4 separate regions of the Mus musculus genome follow, and regions 1, 3 and 4 are each linked to region 2. A link is a contact called in public promoter capture Hi-C data. All regions are on one chromosome and are shown on one strand. Each heading gives the region's core, a stretch centred on a gene start, on an enhancer-like site or on the middle of the called end of the contact. The rest is flanking DNA. Distances are from core to core; before and after follow the strand shown.

What was found. Promoter capture Hi-C pulls out the DNA fragments that hold promoters and counts their contacts.
Region 1: a promoter capture Hi-C map of stem cell-derived epiblast-like cells shows a contact between it and region 2, with 2.4 times the contacts expected there. The contact joins the enhancer-like site here to the promoter of Ikzf5 in region 2. A contact is called at or near these places in 5 of 39 promoter capture datasets (the C10 cell line, cranial neural crest, hippocampal neurons and 2 more) and 2 of 115 datasets of contacts at active chromatin or transcription factors (astrocytes and embryonic stem cells).
Region 3: a promoter capture Hi-C map of hippocampal neurons shows a contact between it and region 2, with 4 times the contacts expected there. The contact joins the promoter of 4932437C15Rik here to the promoter of Ikzf5 in region 2. A contact is called at or near these places in 2 of 39 promoter capture datasets (hippocampal neurons and pre-B cells).
Region 4: a promoter capture Hi-C map of embryonic stem cells shows a contact between it and region 2, with 5 times the contacts expected there. The contact joins the promoter of Nkx1-2 here to the promoter of Ikzf5 in region 2. A contact is called at or near these places in 7 of 39 promoter capture datasets (the C10 cell line, cranial neural crest, embryonic stem cells and 3 more), 5 of 115 datasets of contacts at active chromatin or transcription factors (the 230-238 cell line, embryonic forebrain, embryonic stem cells and 2 more) and 1 of 9 other capture datasets (liver).

Annotation. Positions count from the first base shown.
Region 1 is chr7:132,802,900-132,805,599 of GRCm38.p6, reverse strand. The region is part of intron 1 of Fam53b (family with sequence similarity 53, member B); the gene reads left to right. Among named protein-coding and RNA genes, the nearest start is that of Fam53b, 9.6 kb to the left of the region's middle. Within about 2 kb of position 1,444, at least 110 of the 459 cell types and tissues checked have an H3K27ac peak or open chromatin away from gene starts, as enhancers often do.
Region 2 is chr7:131,409,129-131,411,882 of GRCm38.p6, reverse strand. Ikzf5 (IKAROS family zinc finger 5) reads left to right here and starts at 1,405. Exons shown (of 4, transcript NM_175115.4): 1 at 1,405-1,496. Acadsb (acyl-Coenzyme A dehydrogenase, short/branched chain) reads right to left here and starts at 1,282. Exons shown (of 11, transcript NM_025826.4): 1 at 1,096-1,282. The coding sequence starts at 1,137.
Region 3 is chr7:133,000,092-133,002,791 of GRCm38.p6, reverse strand. 4932437C15Rik (a long non-coding RNA gene) reads right to left here and starts at 1,404. Exons shown (of 2, transcript XR_378552.2): 1 at 1,062-1,404. All of the region lies in intron 1 of Ctbp2 (C-terminal binding protein 2), which reads left to right.
Region 4 is chr7:132,598,315-132,601,075 of GRCm38.p6, reverse strand. Nkx1-2 (NK1 homeobox 2) reads left to right here and starts at 1,439. Exons shown (of 2, transcript NM_009123.2): 1 at 1,439-1,763. The coding sequence starts at 1,550.

The sequences.
Region 1 (2,700 bases), core at 195-2,694, 1.4 Mb before region 2:
CTGGTAAAGGACACAGTGCAAAGCAGGGGGGGCTTTAGCTGAGCTCTTCCGGACAAGCTTTTACGCTCACCTTAGTTAGGGCTTATGGCTTTCTCAGGGAGATGAGTTGAAATTATGAATTATAATTTAGTTTTTAGTGTGTGTTTTAAAGCAAGAGTTAAAAGTAGTGAAATCTTTTAAGCTTTCTCTTCAAGAAACTAAAATCTTATGTTTACTAAAAGTGAGTTCATCCGGCTCATAGAAAATTAAATGCATGGGTAGGTGACAATGATGATGATGATGAGGAGTCGTCTCAGGATCTTGGCTCCTCTCAGCTCCTCTCAGCCTGACCGCTGTGAGTGGATTCTCTAGGAACCTTGGGTGTGCCTATCCGGGCAGAGGGCGAGGGGCCCATTTATCACTTCTCAGGTTTGGTGTCAGAGTTTGCAGTTGGTATCACTGATAGTCACTTCCTCTCTGTGGGGCACCATCCCTGACACTGGTGACAGGTCAGCACTCTCTCAGTACAGGTTGTGGTTCAGCTGGTGCCCACTCCCCAGTTCTTCTAGAACCCCGCTACCACCTAAAATATGGCTGCAGTCTCTTCAAGGAGCAGGACTTAAACTAAGCTATGAGTGGCCTGCCATGATACTTGTGTGGAAGTCAGATGACAACTTGATCCAGTGACACAGGGCAGAGCCTATGTGCTCACAGTGCTTCTCTTGATGCAAGTTGCCCATTTTGTGTGTGTGTGTGTGTGTGTGTGTGTATGTGTGTGTGTGTTCATGTAGGCACATGTGCATATGCATATGGATGCAGAGGCCAGAGGCCAACCTGGGGTCCTCTTCCTCAGGCAATGTTCATAGTTCTGATTGCTTTGGGGGCACATCCGAGTGCATGCATGTGTGCCTGTGTGTCTGTGGCCTGCCCTGGTGTACGTGTGGAAGTCAGAGGACAACTTCGTGGAATTAGTTCTCTTCTTCTACCTTTACGTGTGTTCTTGGCATGGAGCCGAGGCTGGGCTGTATCGCTGTCCCTGGCCTGCCCATTCCCAGTCCTTCTGATCTCTGTGTCTCAGGAGTATTACATCACTATCAGCCATAACTCGCTTCCTGTGGGGAGGGCAGAGCAGCACAGTTTTCCTTTCCCTTATATTTTTTTCCTTTTCTTTTTCTTTTTCCCATTTGTTTTGTGAAAAAGTTTTCCCTGGGCTGGCCTCACACTCATTATATAGCTGAGGCTGGCTCTGTGGTCCTCCTGTCTCAGCTTCCAGGAAGAGTACCAGGATTATAGCTGTCTACCACCATACCTATCCAAGTACATACTGAAATTTTCTTCTGTACTTCTGGCAGTTTTGGGAGACATCCCTTGACAGAGGAAGTCAGACTTATGACTTCTGGGAGGGGTTCCAGTTCTGTGCTGTGGCAGCCCCTCCCACTTGGGGGCTGGCCTTAGTCATCTGTCTTACTGTGTTCCTTCTTCCAACCCGTCACAGACCTTGCTCGTCATTGTGATGGTATAAGAGCTACACTGAGTCTGTCAGATCTGGTAAATACATGTGTGACACACTCTTAGGCCCCAAAGAGCTGAGAGCTGAGAACCTCAAATCCTAGCTCCACAGCACGGAGGCTTGAGTTATGGTCATCAGTGCAGTTGTTCATAGGGTTCCTACGGAGGGCCACACAGTATGATTGCCGTAGTGGAGATGTGTAGACACAGGAACACAAGAGTCACACAAGACTGCTGAAGTTGTAGGGAGGTCACTTGGAGCCAGCTAAGGGGTAGAGGCCAGTTCACCCCTTGGAAGAAGGGGCATTTGACTAGCATCTTAGGGATGAGCGGGGATGTGGACAGATGAAGGCTTCAGAGGAGGAACTAGCCAGGCCTGGAGACCAGTCGTCTGCACAAAAGGGACAGCAGCAGTCACAGGAGACCATCTCTCTGGCTCTCAGAATGTTGGGCTCCAAGGTGACATCTGTGTAGATGGGGGGGAGAGGAAGCTAAGCTGGTCAAGGCCAGGCTGGCTGTGGGGTGCAAAGGGGTGTGAACTCAAGGCCAGGCTGGCTGTGGGGTGCCAAGGGGTGTGAACTAGGAGTGGCAAGCTGATGCTTGCAGGTGTGAAGGCTCTTTGTCTGAGGAGTGTTGGCACAGGGCAGGCTAGGAGCAGACAGCTTGGAGGCCACTGTGTGACCTGGGAAGGATATGGTCCACAAAGGCAAGAGGCAGGTGAGGGTCAGGCCCAAGCATCAGGTGCTTAGGTCCCACCCGATGAGTAAGACCTAGTTTACACGGGAGCTGGGCCTGCCCATGTGGGTATCTGGGCCACTCTGGAATGGAAGCCACAGGCTTCTCCAGTAGGCTCCAGTAGCTGCTATCTTGTTGGTGATACAACTGACTGAGGGTCTTGCCTTGACCTTGGAGCAGGCCTGATCTAGTTTATTTTAGTCACAGGGAGCATTCAGTGGGGCACCTAGGACTTGCAGGAACAGCTTACATCTTCCCCGTGCCTGGACTGTATTGGTGCATTTCGGCCTGACATGAATTACAGAGATCTGACTCACTGTAAAAAACGCTCCAACCCCACCAGCACCGAGGGGAAAAAGCCTCTCGTCGTGTTGATGTGATCGGAACGAAGCTTCGCTGCCCCTTGGGCTCTGTTAAAGCGTGTTCTTCCAGGGTGGAGGAGCTGCTGACACAGGGCCTGGGAAGCAGCCTGCCCAG
Region 2 (2,754 bases), core at 156-2,655:
TCCTCTCATCAGTAGCTTGTAAAACCGGGAATAAATACTGCAGGATTTTGATTGCTCGCCAGAATAATGGGTGAGACTTGAGACTTAACATCTGCCCGAGGAAATTTTAAGATTACTATTTAGCTGGAGGGTTTCCAGCTAACTACAACCACAGCAAAGGCACCCAACTGTCCTTTCACTTCAAAGTTAGCTAAATGGGCTCGTCAATCGCCTAAGTAGAGAAACATCCTCCAGGAAAGCTGTCTCTTTCAGGCACCTGAAGAAATAGCACCAAGTCCAGCTAACGTAGGTTTGCTCATGGTTCAACCCATTGCCCCCTCTGACTGGTCAGAGTGTCTTCTGTTATTCTGACAGATGCTGTCATCTGCACTGTACTGTGTGTCCTAATTCCAAGCTCAGGAAATCCGAGAGAGCAAAGGGAGGCCAGAAACATCCTGGTGAGACAAGAGGCTGGCCTCAGACCAAGTTTGAGGAAGAGGACTAGAATGGGCTTTTGGGCTCCTCAGAATCTAAGGGAGCTGGTCAGATCCCCGCAGTGAGATAAAGCCTAAGAAATTCCTTCCCTGAATGGTTAAGACCCAGAAATATGAGAGGTCCCTTCCAGCTGGGCTGCTGAAGGGAAGAGAGTGTCAATAGGCTCGACAAGCAGGCCTAGATTTTAGTCATTAAAAATCATCATTATCGGTTGGGTGATGGTGGCGCACGCCTTTAATCCCAGCACTCGGGAGGCAGAGGCAGGCAGATTTCTGAGTTCGAGGCCAGCCTGCTCTACAGAGTGAGTTCCAGGACACCCAGGGCTATACAGAGAAACCCTGTCTCGAAAAAAAAAAAAAACAAAACAAAAACAAAAACAAAAAAAACCCCAAAAAACAAAACAAAAAAATCATCATCATCATCCGGGGAAATGTGGCATGAGCTGGGACGGATCCTGAAGGAAAACCAGACGGAGGTGAAGGGTCTGTGGAGACCCAGCCCCAGGCTCAGCCCCCTCCACCAGCCTCCCAGACCCCCAGCCCATTAGGAAAAGATGACGTCGCCAGGAATCAGTGTGGCCACAGGCCTCCTGAGACGGTCGCTTCGACCGACCCCACTCACCAGCCCGCCCATACGCCACAGCTGGAGCGCAGAGACCGCCATCCTCGCTTCGGGCAGGGTGGCCCTGTTAAGCTCGCAAGGCTTTCCACGAACCCTTGCGCAAGACTCCCTCGGCCTGGCAAGCTCGGGCCCTGCCCACTCCGAGCATCCGCCCCTCACACACCCCTTTGAGTCCCCGCCCACTGCCGCCTACGGAACCCCAGGAGAGACATAATTCTCTCCTTGCTCCCTGCAGCACGCTCACGCGAGACTTGGGCAAGGCGTGGGGCGGGCGGGAAGGGAGCGGAGACACAACAAATATGGCGGCTACAGCTGCGACGCTGACGAACGCTGAGGCGGTGGCGGTGGCGGCGACGGCAGTGAAAAGGGCTGTGGGGATTCCTCGGTGCGGTTGTCAGGAGGTGAGTCACGGGGGGCGGTCAGCTTCCACGGCGGCGCTACGGTTACTCAGGGCACGTTGACGGAATGGCGGAAGGTAAAGTGCCGGGTTCATTGCTAGCCGGCTAACACCGCTTTCGCCTTGGCCACAGCGGAGGGTCCTGCGTGCCCCGTGGGCTGCCAGCGTGGTGACTCGGGACTCTCTTGGGCTCGTAAGTGACTGGGTGCGCCGCCCGGAGGCTCGCGAGCGAGTCGGCGCCGTCGGGCCGCAGCTCGGAGCTCAGGGTGGGGAGCTGTCTCCGGCTTTGACAGGTGGCGATCGCAGGGAGCATCCCTGTGTAGTGCATTCTCGGGGTGCCAAAGTCGACCCCAGCAACCCCGGTGTATCCTGGATAGGGTGTTAACCCCGGGCTGCTGTTGGGAAGGAGTTTTCTTTCTCTCATGACCTGGCGTCTACTGCCTGTACTTTCCAATGTTGGGAACAGGTGAGGCTGGGGAGGATCTTCCGACTCATTCAAGATTTCTGTCCCCGATCGATTCATCATCGATCGACTGTCGGGAATGTTCTTGGATGCTCAATGTGGCTCCTCCTCAGCTAAGCGTCCAAGTGCTGTCTGTCTAACTGTAGATCCTAAGTATAGTCAGTGGTAGCTGCCAGTAACCACATGGCCTCTTTAATGACTCCTTTGTGTGCTGGTCAGAACCGGACAGAGGAGTGAGAACGGACATGAAGACTTCTGAAGTTGTGAGGTCCAGGGAAATTACACTTAGAAGACACAGCATGAAAACAGCTGCTTAAAACATCTGGACTACTTGTAAGACTTTGTCTTGAGTTTATGTTGTCTTCAGCACAGCTGAGGATGAACGTTTTCTTGGAAGTTCCTTGCGGGGGAACTGGGATGTTTGAAGTTCTTTTCCTGTAAGGGTCCCGTGTTTCCCAGGAAACCGTAACTGTTGTACTGTGGGACACTGAAGATGGGCTTCAGATATGCCGTGGTTGAGTCCTGGTGGTTGTTACATATATTTCCCTGGCGATAGAGCTAATGTACTTTTATGTGCAACTGGACTTATTCAGCAACATTAAGCCTGGCATCTCTTGAAATTAGCATATTATATATGAATGGCATTGAAGTTTTTTTGTTAAAAGTAAATGACCAGTGGCAACATGATAGTAACACAAATGGCTAGGATGTAATTGTGGGCCACCAAGCTTGCCCTTGCTTTTTTTTTTTTTTTTCAGTTAATGATAATGACACACAAATTATGTTATTAACTTGTTAC
Region 3 (2,700 bases), core at 155-2,654, 1.6 Mb before region 2:
CAGCAGGGCACTGACCAAGTTCCTGTAACAAGCCTAATTGTTGCTGGACAGAGCAAGTCTTTGGGGAATGTAGAGGGACACATTACCATTTTGGATAGTCATTGAACACCTTGTCTGGTCAGGTGTCTCCCCAGTGGGGAAGGCTGAGAAGGGCAGAAGGGCGGCAGCATTGCCGGGTCTTTGCCAGTCTTAGAATTTAGACATGTGGGACGGCCTTGAGCAGTGTCTTGTACCTGGGAGCCTAAACTCCATTTTGGAAGGAATCCTCATTAAGCACCGTGCCTTTGGCTTCCTTCCCCCAAATTCCCCTAGGTATTGAAGAAATGAGCCATGGCTCCAAGCCAGTGGTCAACCTAATCCCCACCTCTGAGGGCCACGTGCGTATCATGCTAATGTAGTTTACAGTGGGATGTACCTAATATATTAAAAATGGTTCAGTTTGTCAGAATTGTTGAAAGAGATGGGAAATCTGCTGGTAGCTGTCTGTGTTTGGGCCTCTGCCTTTGATTTTGTGTTCCCTGATATGCAGATGACGTGTTCCCAGTTCTCCTCACACCTGGTGCCAGGTGGCTCCTGTCACCTACCCTGCCACCCCTGTTTAGCACCCTTTCCCAGCCGATAGGTCTCTACACACACACACCCCACCCCACCCCCTTTAGTTTGCCCTGCTATTAGCAGATTGGCCGCTGGGATTCATACCTCTAGCCTTAACAAGATGTACCACGGACCCACCTCAGCCTAGGGAAAGAACAAAGAATGGGATTCACCAAAGAAAAAGGAGACCAAGTCAGGAAGGGAAACGATCACTAGGCAACCTGGAGTCTGTTACCCGGGTAACAGATACATGCTCTGATATTGCAGATGGACATCTTAGTTGGTGGCTCTCAGCCACTCCAGATGCACTGGATGATGGCTCTTGTCCCCGGTGCTGTCCCCCTTGGCGAGGTGGGGTAAATTACACCTAAATCTATGCCTAAACTTCTGACTTTGTGCAATGAACCAACCTGTTAGCCCCTTTAAAGCCAAGCTTTTTACAGACTGTGAGTGTAGGGGGTTCTTACTTGTGTGTCCTGGTGCTGCCAGCCCCTCTACCCACGTCTTGGAGTTTGGCCCTCAGTAGAGAGCAGGCAGGGCTGATGTCACTCAGGCTCATGTGCCACAGCCTGAGTGCTCATCTGCTGAGCGGATGGTGCTCCATGGCTGATTGACTCCAGGATGAATCCAGGTAGAGCTGTGTGAGATCACTGCCACCTCACTTGCCCCTCTGTGACCTGGGCACAGTAGCCATCTCCAGCACCTCACCTTGACCTACTAAGGATAGGTGGGGCATTTTAGGGCTTTTGTTTTTTCATAGGGCTAAGCTGTCCGTTATAAGAACCATGGACCAGTGAGGGCATATAGGGTAAAAGGATGTTAGCACTTGAGACCACTTGGGCACCTTACTGTACTTATGGGTCAGAGATTCTCAGGTAGGTGGCGGGTGCATAGAAGGAATGCCTCAACATCAGGACCTGACTGCCGTTCAGTCAGTGATGGTTCATGATTCCCTTCCAACCCCAGCTTGTTCTAAACATTCTCTCTGCTCTAGGCCCCTAGTCTGTCCTGAGATGGTACAGGGATGATGTGGTTGGTGGTAAGAGTACCAGAGGAGTGTGTGGCTAGCCTGTGAGGTACAAGAGGATCCATGCATGTCCAGTTAGGAGGGTCGTCTTCGTGTTTCTATTGCTGTGGACCAAACACCACTTGTGGAGGAGAGGGTTTATTCCAGCTTGTGACTGCCAGGTCACAATCCATTGCTGAACGAAAGCAGGGCAGGAACTGAAGCAGAAGAGCGCTGCTTACAGGCTTGCTCCCATGGTCGGTTAAGCCTTCATCCAGGACTACCAGTCCAAGTGGTGATACTGCCCACAGTGAGCTGGGTCCCCCACATCAATCATTAGTCAAGACAATGCCCCTTAGCAAAGAGGCGGAGGCCTGAAGGTGAGTTTGCTTTTGCAAAAGGCTCCTGCTTTGAGTGTCTCAATGGTCACATAAAGGCCACATGGCTCCTAGAACAACCTGTGCTCCATATAGGATCTGAGGGGACACTTCACCTAGGGACAGCCACGTTCTTCCATATGTTGGGCAGCCTCTGAGAGGATAAACAGACTTGGAGGAAGGAGACAGCCCAACTTGGAGCCTCTGCAAAAGGGGAGAGGCAACAGCCCTGGCCACAGATCTCCCTGTACATGGTGTGGCTGTTAGGCTGCTATGAGACTTTATCTGGATAACTGAAGGCTGTCCTGTTTAGTCCATCATACTTATCTCCTTCCTTGACAAGGAAACAGCTGGCCTAGGGAAGTGTCCCCAAATCTGGGTCCAAAGCAGGAGGCTGTGAGGACTCCAGGCAAGGAGAGGCTGGGAAGTACAACAGTCAGGAAACCCTCCCTCCCCCACCCCCTCCCCCACAGGCAGGTGACCCCAAAGGTACAGTGATGTCATGTCGATCAGGTGCTGTGCTGTGGGTGTCCCCAGTCTGCTGTCTAGACAATTGAAGGGGAAGGGGCCTGGGCCGAGCTGCGTCCTAGAGGACCAGAGAATATGCACTTGAGTATCATAGGGCGTACTAACGAGGGCCACCCCTGTCCCATTTCCAGAATGGCCCTGGCTATCTCACTTCACAGGGTGATTGATAGGCTTGGGCTGCCTGCTGGCCCTAGG
Region 4 (2,761 bases), core at 190-2,689, 1.2 Mb before region 2:
TGGTGGCCACCCCTGGGAGGGGCTGAAAGGTTTGAATGAGAAAAGCTACAAGGAGCAAGCCCCCAAGGACACCTCTTTAATAACAGATTGGATGAGCAGCTCCCAGCACTTTAGTGAGGAGTCCCCTCCTCTTCCTACTTCTTACCTGCTTAGACAATATTAATTGTCAAGACATTGTCTGGGAACCACATGGGGCAAAGAAGAAAGAAGTGGCGGGGGGGGGGGGGGGTTCCAAGGCGGTTCTGTGCAGAGGGGCTAATGCTTCAGAATTTGTCGCTGAAATGAATGCCTTAAAAAAAAAAAAAGGAATATCACCGTGGGTGTGGCTATGCAGACTTTCCCTCACTGCTAATGCCGGCTGTCCTCCCTGGAGACTTGGGGGGCAGATGGGGCCATTTTAATCGGCTCTCATCTCTGGTCTTAAATTCAAACCACTAGGCATCTTTTAACCTTTTCCTTCTTCACGCTGGGAAAGGAACCCAGAGAGTCAATTTCTGATGTTAATGATAGAATCTGTGACTGAGAAGTCCTGACAGGCAATGAAAATGGTATCCGAGGAGGGATACTCACCTTTAGCCAAGCCACCTAGCCCTAAGCCTTCAGCTCTCTGGGCAGGCGTATTTCCATAGACCCCTTTTGACCAGGCCCTGCTGGTCTTCCGAGTGGAAAGAAAAAACTCCCCTCCAAGAAGGTTCCCCCCCCCCCCCCGCACACACACACATATCCTAAGCCATCAGGATGACCTGAAAAACCTTGGCCCAGTCCAGACTCTTGTCATCTGTAGCGCCACCGCTCATCTTTGAACCTCATTTTCCTTCTGTTTGAAACCACAGACTGTGGTTCCCAGGCCACACCCACCTCACAGGGGGGAATGCCTAGAAAATCAAAAGAGAGTGAGAAAGCCCCAGGGCTTTATAAACTGTAAATGCACAGAGGCTTTAAAATTTTTACGTAAATGTGCCCGAAGCCTTTACTGTGGTTCAGGGATGGGGCTTGAGATGCACCGTGCATCATGGCGAAGCAATCAGGTCTGGCCTCTGTGGCATCGCCAGGTCAAAGGAAGATGGCAAGTGCCCCAAGAGAAATAAGTAAACTTCAGTCAGGTGAATGTGTGTGCAGATGAGGTAGCGGAGATGGAATCCTCCCTCACGCCCTTCACGAGTCTCCGCAGCATGGAAAGATTTTCACACAGCATGCCACGGTGACCCGGCGAACCGGGAGCGCGCATTGGCGCGCGAGGGTCCCTCTAGTCAGCGCTCCCTCCCCCCTCCGGCTGCCCAGGATAGTCTCGTGGAGGCTGCAAGCGCTCACTGCACGTGGAAGGGGTCTGGCCAGCTCAAGTGCCAATCCTCAAGCAGCCCCCCCCCCCGCCCCCTTCCCCGCTTCTCTCCTCCCGCCCCGCCTCCTTGCCCCCCTCTACAGCTTCACTTGGCGGGGAAATTCCAGTTCGCGGCTGGAGAGCTGTGGCCAAACCACTGCAGAAGACAGCGGCTGAGCGCATCCAGCCCCGACCCCAGTACGGCTGGCCTCGGGCCCGCGGGAGGCGGGCATGTTGGCATGGCAGGACGTCGGGGCCAAGGCGGCCCCCTCTCACCACAAGATCTCCTTCTCTGTCTTGGACATCTTGGATCCGCAAAAATTCACGCGAGCTGCCCTCCCGCCGGTGCGTCTCGCTGCCCTGGAAGCCAAGAAAAGTTTAGAAGAGGTGGAAGCAGGGCAAGATGCTTGTTCGGGGAATCCAATCGGGTCACAGGAGACCCCTGGTAAGAATGTGAGGCGGTTTTAAGCCTAAGTGGTGTGTGTGTGTGTGTGTGTGTGTGTGTGTGTGTGTGTGTAGTAGTCAAGGTTTATTGGTAGCCTGGGAACTAGAAAAGGTGATCCCGCGCAGGTGCGAAGCGAGCCATCCCTACTTGGAAGAGGACAGAGGTAGGGACGTGGCTGAGATTGCCAGGACCAGTGTGTGCTTTTTTCCTGAACACCTGCTCAGTGAATGAGCGCCACAACTCTGACTGGCTCACATAAACTACAGCTCAGGCTCACTGATCTAATGGAAGTGTATTGTGCTCTCCACGTGCTAGAACCTGGGCGAGGAGCTTGGGATAAAGGTTATGAAAATACCTTCCAACTATGTAGTGTCATTAACACCACTCCCATTTTATGTATGGGGCAACCGAGGCTCGGGCCTTCCCCGGATTAGGTGCTTTTTTTTCAACCACTCGGAAACATCTTTAGAGCCCATGCTCTTTCCCGGACTCAACAGGGGACGCCCCCACCCCCAATAGCTTTTGGTGTTCTCTTCTAGACCTTTCCCCCTTATCCCTGAAGTTGGTGGACACAAAAGAAAGGGTTCCGGAAAGTTTGTGGCTGGAAGAACTTAAGATAGCAGGATTCATGCTTAGTGGGACATGAGCATGGGATTGATTATCTGGGGAGACGCTGAAGGTCTAGGGATTCAGGTCCCAGGGAGGGCTGTATATAGCACAGCCCCTCCTCCTCCTTCCTAAGTTTGGAGGTGATTGTCTGGGGCCCCCGGAAGCCTCTGGTGGCCTGGCTTGGGTCCCGGCCGCGGGCCTGGATTAATTGTTTGGATGGTCTCTCTGTGGGGCCGCGCTCCCCTCCCCCTAACTCCTTGATCGATATTCTATTACTGGCGCCTGCATATCTCCTGCCCGCAGCTTGCAGGTACTGACTTCAAACCCCCTTTCCCTGTCTGATCCTAATATTGTTCGATTAAAACTTACCTTTAATAGATGACATCTAT